2 separate regions of the Arachis hypogaea genome follow, and region 2 is linked to region 1. The links are chromatin contacts, called in public Hi-C maps. All regions are on one chromosome and are shown on one strand. The core of a region is the stretch at or near the end of the contact, and the rest is flanking DNA. Distances in the headings are between cores, read along the strand shown. Region 1 holds the start of LOC112702267 (inositol diphosphatase DSP4). Region 2 has its middle 29 kb from the start of LOC112702269.

Region 1 (4,876 bases), core at 2,253-4,752:
TACCGATATATAACAAATTGGTGATAATCCTGAGTAAAAACTACACTTCTTTGGCATCCAAGGGAAGCAATTATTAATCAATTTTATTTTTTATTAACAAAAAATTAAATGACCAATATTTTTATCTTGTATGTTTTGCTTTGTATTTGAATTAGTACCCACCAACTCTATTTCTTTCACTAAAAATATTGATTCTCTCACTTTTCTTTTTATTAAATCACGGTTTTTATTTTACAGATTACTTCACAGAACAAAAACTTGATACTACTAATTAGGAAAACGAAAATATTTAATAATAAAAAATAATTAATCAAAAAAATAATAATTAATAAATATTAAATAAATCAAATTCTAACATTTTTTTTCTTTCTTTAACATTACCGTTAAGAAAAATGAGTATTTATCGCTACAATTGATCATACGTTGATTTTAATTATTATTTCATAACGCACATTATCTATACTACTTTAATTTTCAATAACAAAACAGAAGTAGAAAGAAACTATTAATCAAATCAATTCTCATTCATCTATCTCACTACCTCGTTTTCCACTTAGGGATATACAGATATTCAAGATATGCCAAAATTAGACAATGAGGTCTTCAACTAAAATAAGGAGTTTGCTACAAATTAAGTCCATCAAAAATTAAATTCAACTTATTAGATAAAGACACGACTAAAAAGTAGTATTCTGTTTCCTTGACATGGAAGGAAGATTTGAGTCCATAATTTTGTATCCAAAACAAAGTTTATAGAATTGAAACTTGAGGATTTGTCTCTTCTCATCTGTTTAAGTTCTTAAAACAAACGATTTTATGATGTAATATCAAAATTTCTATAATCAAAATTATTAGAATTTTATTTTTGTTGATCTCTAGGAAAAAAAAAGATTTTAAGACAGAAAAAGAAAAAAATCTATATAAAATTCACATAAATCCCAAAAAAATTTACATAAAAAATATATTAAATATATATAATTATTTATGTGTCATCTCTTATCCATTTAAACATTTGAGTTAAGTAATTTAGCTTGAATCTCCCTCAAGTAACACATAAATTATATGTCCAAAATGAATTGTGACATATTCTCTGTATTTTTTTTTTTTAACCATGTCCTTATACTTAAATGTTGTCTGTTCTTATTGTCTTTTGGTGGGTTGATAAATGATTGTGGTGTACATTCAGTGCTGTTATTAATTCCTTTCCCCTTTCTCTATCTGTACTTGCATTATGATCAGAGGGAAAATTAGTGCTTCATGGACTGAATAGATTTTTTGACATCCCATTAAACAGACAATAAGTATAATATATGCTTATCCACCAATCCATTAATTATATATTCACAAGATCAAATAATGATTGTGATCATTTTAGATAAGAAAAGAAAAATAAGGAAAAGACTTGATATGCCAGCTAGGATTCCCATCAAGCATGATATTTTCATATTCTAAAGTTGGTATACTTTCTCTCTGCACATAAGGGCCAATATTGAAGAGAACTCTTTTTATTTTAAAACAGAAGAAATATATGCTTCAAAATTGAAAAAGAATGGATGTAATAATCAGTAGCAATAGCATGACCAAAAAATATTATTGATATGACAACATAATAATGATACCCAAAAAGATGTAATAGTATAGTTCTCTTAAGATTTTGTTATGCACCGTTAAAAGTTGCGACATTTTAAAGTAATATCAGAAGACTGTAAAATTTGTTTAATCATAAAGTTAGAATATTTTATCAAAAGATTTTAAAACAGAACAATTAAGTCTTATCTTATTACGCGGAGTCAACTATATAAATTAGTAATATCAAATATTTTTTCCTAAATCATGTATTTGTTTAGGTTAAATGACTCTATCACTGGAAAAAGAAGAAAAATAATGACAATAACCAACTTTACAAGTTACAATATCCCCCCTTTTTCTCTCCTTTTAATTTTGCACTGCTATGTAAAAAAAAAAAATCATTTAATTCAAACATTTCTTAAAGAAAAGCAGACTACTCCACAAGTTACTGATGTAATAATTAATGGTCCCATTTCATTCAATAGGCCACTAATTAATTATCCACACCAACTTGAATAAAACCTTCCAAAACATAACAAATAGATGAGACACAATTCATTTCAATTGGATTAGATATATACAATAAAATATTTTTTTTGAAATTTATGCTGATAGAAGAAGATACATGAGTGGACACATTTTTTTAAATAATAATCTCTTTTAAATTTGTTTGCATTTTTATATAGATTTCTTTTTTTTTATCTTATGATAATTTTTTTTAGTTTAACAATACAAAAATTGAATCCTAATTCTTTTAATTATAAAAATTTTAATATTATATTATGATATCATTTTTCTCAAAACTAAACTAATAAAAAAAGACTTATAAATGATTATATCTCTAACAGTATCATTGTTATCTTAGATGGTTGTGCAAATCTTTCAGTAAGACATAGAAACCAAACACATTCAACACAAAATACTATTAGACCCAACAGAGAAACCACCCAAAATGAAAAAATAACAAAACCAAATCATCTCCTAATTAATAATACAAAAGTTCACAGATAGATAGATAGATACCTTATGACCCTCAATTCCAAATTGATAAAGCTTGATCCCATTTGACTTGAGGAACTCCATGTTAGCCTCTGGATATGGCTCAGGACATAGATATCTAAAAGAAGCAATTAATCAAAGAAAGAATAAGAAGTTAGAAGAATCGAAGAATTGGGTGGATGAAAATGAGGCCAAAAGGGTATCATATACATACATGATAGAGCGGAGAGCAAGGGTCTGAAGGAAAGAGAAGTTAGCAGGTTCAGGGAAACCAGACCTGAAAATGCCATTATCAACCATTGCAAAATTGAGGGGTGGAATGAATAGATCCTCACCCTCAACCTTGTGGCACCCATCAACATCACAACCACATGAATTATGATGGTGATTATGGAGTTCAGTGTCAGAGACACTTAGCTGGATCTTCTTGCACATGATCTTGTTCTCTTTGTGTTGGTGTTGAACCAGGTTTTGTTGGAGTTCTGCTACTTGCATATCAAAGTTGGAAACTCAGAAAAACACAAGATGGTGGTGTTTGTTTTGTTGTGGGATAATCAAAATAAAGGAAAGGAAACAAATAAGTGAGTAATATAAAAATAAAGTGAAGGGATCAAAGAGGATATTCCTTATGGGCTGCTTCTTTTAAATTTCTTGTATATGTTACTGCCTCTCTCTAACTCTCAATGAATGCTTTTTTTGACAGTTGAGAAGAAAGAAACAAACTTTGGTGAAGAAAGTTTATAACTTTGTTGAGAGAATGGAAGTGGGGTGGGGTTAGTTAAAGTGGTAGACCATATGATATGATATGAGAGAAGTGAAAGAGAGAGGCCTTTATATAAACAGACATTGAGAGAGAGATGAGAATTGGAAAAGAGAGAAAGAGAGAAATTAAATTAGAGCATATAGCACACCGTTTGGCTTAGTCATAAGCCAAATGCTATTTTTCTTTTGAAAATAATGATGTGATCATCAGATCATGTCTGCCTTAGCTTTTTTTTTTTTTTTTATCAATTGGTTGATTATTACTAAACTAAAACTGAATTAAGTTATACTTGTTAATAAAATGTAATTTGTTCCTTTTAATTAGTTTCTTGTAGATGTATTTAGCTTAAAAATATTGGATAACGACCAAAAAACGGTCTTCGGACGGCGGTTTGTGCAATGTATTTTACCCAAAACTAATTTTATATATATATATATATATATATATATATATATATATATATATATATATATATATGTATGGACTAAACGTGAAATTATAAAAATATTAAATATAATATATATAAAAAATTAGTTATTATATATTATTTATATATAAAAATATAAATTTATTTAATTTATTTTTAATATATATTTTATATAAATAATTTATTTAATAATTAATTTTAATGTGTATATAATATAATTAATTAAATTAAATCATCTAATAATTATTATATTTTCAAAAAATATCTTTATGAGAATAGCTAATTTATTCTTATTATGAATACCATAAGTTGAGATGTTAAGCTTTTCTAACAGTACAGTGTCATTTATCAAATCAAATCAACATTAATTATGGAAATTAAATACATTTTCCATTAAATGTCACTCAATAGAATTTAAAATGAGGTTCATTTTTTTTAATGACTTCCCAAAAAGAAAAATGCATATCAAGAAAAGGTTGAGTGATAGAAAAAATTTATTTTATATTGTGGGACAAGCTAAGTAATATTTAACCTTATTAATTATTGGATGATTAATCTTAATTAATATATGATCGATTATTCTAACTAATTTTTTGCATTTTTTTTAAGATTATATAGTTGCCTCATTATCTTAATTGTATAGTCTTAGATTCAAGTTTAAAATAAAAAATAAAAGAACTCGTATATTTTTTAAAAAATTTGATTAAAATTAATTGAATTAATATAGTCAAATTTCTAATAAAATAGAATCAAGTGATTTCATCAAAACAAAATAATTTTTCATGTCATTTTGCCAATATCAAATTAATTGCCTAAACTACGTACAATTTATTATTATGTCATCTTTTGATATATGAAAAAAAAATAGAGTTGACATACTAACCTAGACAACCCAATATAATATGGATGGAAAGTATTTTTTTTAAGAGTTTAATTTTGATGCACTGACAGTGTAATATATTATAGTTATGTAATTATAATTGTTTTTTTAGATGATTATTTATGCAGTTAATACAAAAGATAATTATTTTTGCTAATATAACATTATGTGATTGAATATACATATAAAATAATTTTACATTGATATAATTAAAATTAAATTTTTTTTAAAAGGTAAA
Region 2 (4,640 bases), core at 1,479-3,978, 39 kb after region 1:
ATTATAGGTATATATGGGAGAATTATTTCTAAAAGTTAGAAAGAAACAAAAAGAAAAAATATAGGTAAATAATGAAAATATTAAAAAAATATGAATAATGAATATATTGAATGTTTAATTTACTAGGTGTATGGATGGTTATATTAATATTAAGATTTAGGTAAGTAATTTAAAAATATAATATATTTTTATATTATTGAACCAATTTTAAAATCCATTGTTCACAAAAATAATTGTCTACTTAATAAAATCTAAAAAAAATCATTTTTCCAGTGATAACAAAAAGATTTTATTTTGTCTCAATTTCTTTTTTGGAACATAGTAGGTAGGGGTGCACATGGGCCGGGTGAAGCCGGGTTTGATGTGACCCAGACCCGGCCCGAAATATACACCGGATCTATTTATTAGACCCGAATCCGGCCCTAGACCCGATGAAACCAATACACTTTCGGGCCACAATTATACCGGGTGAAAACCGGGTGAAAACCGGGCCGTTAACATTACATTACGTTGATACCTTCTTGTAAGCTAACATGTAAAAAAATTTAAATTTCCAAGACTCCAACCATTAGTTAACATGGTAAAATTCACTTAGAAAAATATAACAAGAACCAACCCTTCTTTAAAATTAAAACATAACCACAATCAATACTAAAGCATAACCACAATCAATACTAATATTGTCTAATAATACCAAATATTTAAATCAATACAAATAACACAATCTTATGTATTAGTCTAAAGTCTTATGCATTCTAAACATAAAATATTAATTTATAGTCTTATAATGACTAATAATACAAAATATTAAGGTTTACAATACTTAAATTCCACATAAGAATAGTCATAATCTATCACTAATAACACAAAATATTAATTGTGTATGATGACCGGGCCACCGGACCAACTTCGGGTGACCCGAGATATGGCCCGGACCCGACCCAAAATAATGACCGGGTCTATTTTTGAGACCCGTACCCGATCCTAGACCCGATGAAATCACACCAAATTAGTCCCTAAAGTGTTCGGGGCCGGGCTGGGCCTTCGGGCCGGGCCGGGTCTGTGCACCCCTAATAGTAGGTCTGAATTTAAATTCCTGGATTCTTGGTGCTGATAATATCTAAATAAATAACAAATTTTCTTTTATTTTGTTCAACATTATGGTATCAGTTGTCTGGGTTATGCTGGTCCCCTTTTCATTGTGCGCAAATTGCTTGGTTCATAAACAAAGGACGGTTTCCATCTCATTCATCATCTGAAGCCATTACTCAATAAATTAAACCTTGTAGGGCATTCTATATTTAAATTTAATAAACCAAATTGTTCAAGCAATGGCCTTAGAAGTAACTTTATGGAATGTGCCTTAGCTTCTTGATGATATAGTTATTATTGATTGGTCCAATAATGGTTCATTTATATATGTATGTCAGTGTATGTGAAAGTCATAGTCATTGCTTATTGCTTAGGAGGACATTAATTATTACTTTACACTTAGTTTGATATACAATTATTTTCAAGTATTAATTATATATATAATAGCCTTTAATTATTGGGTCAAATTAGACCAACCCCCTCTGTATAATAGGCACATTGATGTGTCAGAATACAATTAGGGTAGCAGAAGGAAGAGAATTCCAAGATGATAGCCAATGCATTTAGTATTCCACTAATAATTATCTTAAGTGGAAGGTTTTTGTATTTAAATAAAATAAAAAGATTTTAAATTATCTGATTTTTCTAAAACAGTTTTTAAAACATGAATTTTTTATTTTTATTAATATATAAATCGTTCAAAAACTTTATGTGTTTTAGATTATATATTAAATTTTATGTCTTAGTATAATTTATATTTAAAAATCTTTTCGATAGTTACTCATAAATTATCCTAGAATAATAATGAGCTTTTTAAAATAAACGTAAATCGTCTCACCTTGTGATGATTTATGCTATTCTCTCAACACACAATACTTTAGAACGATTTATATTCAATTTTAAACTTTAAGAATATGTGATAATTTATGTGTTAGAGGCTAACGTTTAAAATTTTGTGACGATTTACATGTAGATAGATAAAGTTCAAAATTCTGAGACGATTTATAAAGACAATAAATTTATAAATAAACGAGTATGGTGTATAACGAGCCAGATATGAATTGAGAATTTTGAAAGAGATGGCTAAGAATGTGTTTTTATAGTTCATTATTGAGAAAAAATTGATGAAAACACAAATGAAAGTGTTACATTCTCTAGTAAAAAGTAGATTGATGTGTTTGTAAATCCATGGAAAAACGCCAAAAACTCCAAGACTACAGCAAATGTTAGTGGCCCAACTAAATTCTTAACATTCCGATTAGCAATTCTGCAGAGATACCTGTATAACTAGGATAGAGTGGCCAAAACCCAACTATACTTGCCGAGTCCGTCGAAGTCCGCAACATAGAGAAGCCATCGTAATGAACTTTAGCTAGCACCAAACTTGTCCTTGAGAAACATTATGGACAACAACATTATAATATAACCACGCACATAAACCTGTACCGTGGCCTCTGATGCATTAGCTGACATGACTCTGAATTTGTTTTAAAACCAGGAAAATGACACGGTGAACTCATCCATACAATGTCGGTTGGAAGTTCACCAAACAATTCTTCAAACCACACCCATGCAGGCTTTTCCATTCCATCAACTGCTCAAAGTTGCTGAGATATCTTCTAACTGCAAATCCATCAATAGGGAGGCCGAACTGATATGCCACATCCTATAAATTTATCGTGCACTCCCTAAAAGGCATGTAAAACATGTGGGTTTCGAGACGCCATCGCTCCACAAATATACTAATCAGTGGCTCATCAAACTTGAACTAATAATCATTCGGCCTTGCAACATGTAGTAATCGGATACTATCTAGGTATGACAACATTATACGGTCATGCATTATCATTTTCTGTTGCCTATGAATGCTCCTAACACATCGAATTGGCTAATAAAACAATAATATACAGTCGCAACTCAACAACGCATAATAGCAACAAAAACATATATTAAAAGTGAAATCCTTCATAACCCTACAACAATAAAACCTCAAGTTTTCTAAGCATTTTAAACCTAATAAATTACCAAACAATTAATTCACAAAGCAGATGACTTGTTTAACTTCATCATTAAAAATTTCTATTGTATGAATACACCTATGGCCAATTTCAAACCGCTTACAAACTACTCTCATGTGATATATATTAAGAAATTACATTAAGAAAATTTAATATATTACTGTCATCAACTATATAAATTACAAATAAGTTTAACAATTAATCTCTTCGTCGACAAATCCCGTAACATGCGCGATACCATTTAATCGGTACATGTCTCCCTCATTTTTCGTTATCATTCACCGAAACTGGTGTTCCCCCGCCCTGCCCTACCTTGCCCCGCCGCGAATAGCCTTGCACCGCCTCCCACCGGCGCTTCCACCACCACGATTCTCAACTATCGTCACCGCTCTTCGCCTCTGGCTGCACCGCGTGCACCGCCACTCACTTGGTTGTGCCTTGCTCCGCCGTTGACCCCAACGATTCTTTTTCCTCCCCCGTCGTTGACCACCTTCTTCCCTAACTTTCCTTCTCTCCAAAACCTTTCTCGCCGTTAATGAGGGTTCTCTTTGCCAAACGTAATTCGTGGGAAGCTATTTAGGGTTTGATTCTACGTATAAATCGTCACATCTTATAGTGCATTAGCTTATTGCACATAATCGTGCTAGGCTGCTGTGTGTTGTGGGATGCACATAAATCGTCCTATCCTAATGTGTTTTAGGGTAAAAACGTGTAAGCTCATTTACCCTGCAACGATTTATGTTCATTTTGGCAAGTTTATTAACCTGAAACGTTTTATGTTATTTTTTAAAAGATTTTCAGGCATAAATCGTCTTACGGTGTAACGTTTAATATGTAATTTAATACACACTGTCCTAAAACAATCTATATATTAATTATAATAGGAAATTCGTGTTTTTAAAATTAATTTAAAAAAATCAAGTAATTTTGGAGTTTCTTTATTTTATTTAAATAAAAAAGTCTAAACAGAAGTTTTATTTTTTTTCTCTATTTATTTATTTTTATTACCTTTCAAATTAATGAATAAGATTATTATTTTATAAATTATATAAGAATGTCTTACGTTTTTGTTTATCTTCTGAAAAGATTAATTAAAAATTAAACCATATGCATCCTAGGTATTATTACTACAAGGACAATCTTCTGAGTCAACCAAAATTAATTATTTGGTGGCGGCAAATTTATTTTTTAGAAACAACTACATACTCAAAATTTAGAATTCAAAATGTTTGGTTAACACAACAACTAGGCAATTAAATTATGATGATTGCTACAGTGCTTATAAATATTTGCCTAATTTTTTAAAAGGGTTAAAAATTAATATTTAATTTTAAAAATATAAAAATAAAAAATTATTAAATATTTAAAACTTACCATATTAAGTAAATTAGGCAAAAGTTAGGCACCATATTATAAGCATCATAGAATTCACCTTAAATTATATACTCGCTCATTAGCACAATTTAGAATGTTTGATAAATGCTAGAGCAATTTTTTTATTAAATGGTTAAAAGTTATTATTGAATTATT

What was found. A called contact is a pair of places that touch in the nucleus more often than the background predicts.
Region 2: a Hi-C map of leaf shows a contact between it and region 1, with 2.0 times the contacts expected there. The contact joins the enhancer-like site here to the promoter of LOC112702267 in region 1. A contact is called at or near these places in 3 of 8 Hi-C or Micro-C datasets (leaf and an unstated tissue).

What each region holds. Positions count from the first base shown.
Region 1 is chr7:6,916,552-6,921,427 of arahy.Tifrunner.gnm2.J5K5, forward strand. LOC112702267 (inositol diphosphatase DSP4) reads right to left here and starts at 3,503. Exons shown (of 6, transcript XM_025753237.3): 1 at 2,783-3,503; 2 at 2,593-2,686. The coding sequence starts at 3,063.
Region 2 is chr7:6,956,688-6,961,327 of arahy.Tifrunner.gnm2.J5K5, forward strand. No RefSeq gene overlaps it. Among protein-coding and RNA genes, the nearest start is that of LOC112702269, 29 kb to the right of the region's middle. Within about 2 kb of position 2,729, at least 1 of the 3 cell types and tissues checked has open chromatin away from gene starts, as enhancers often do.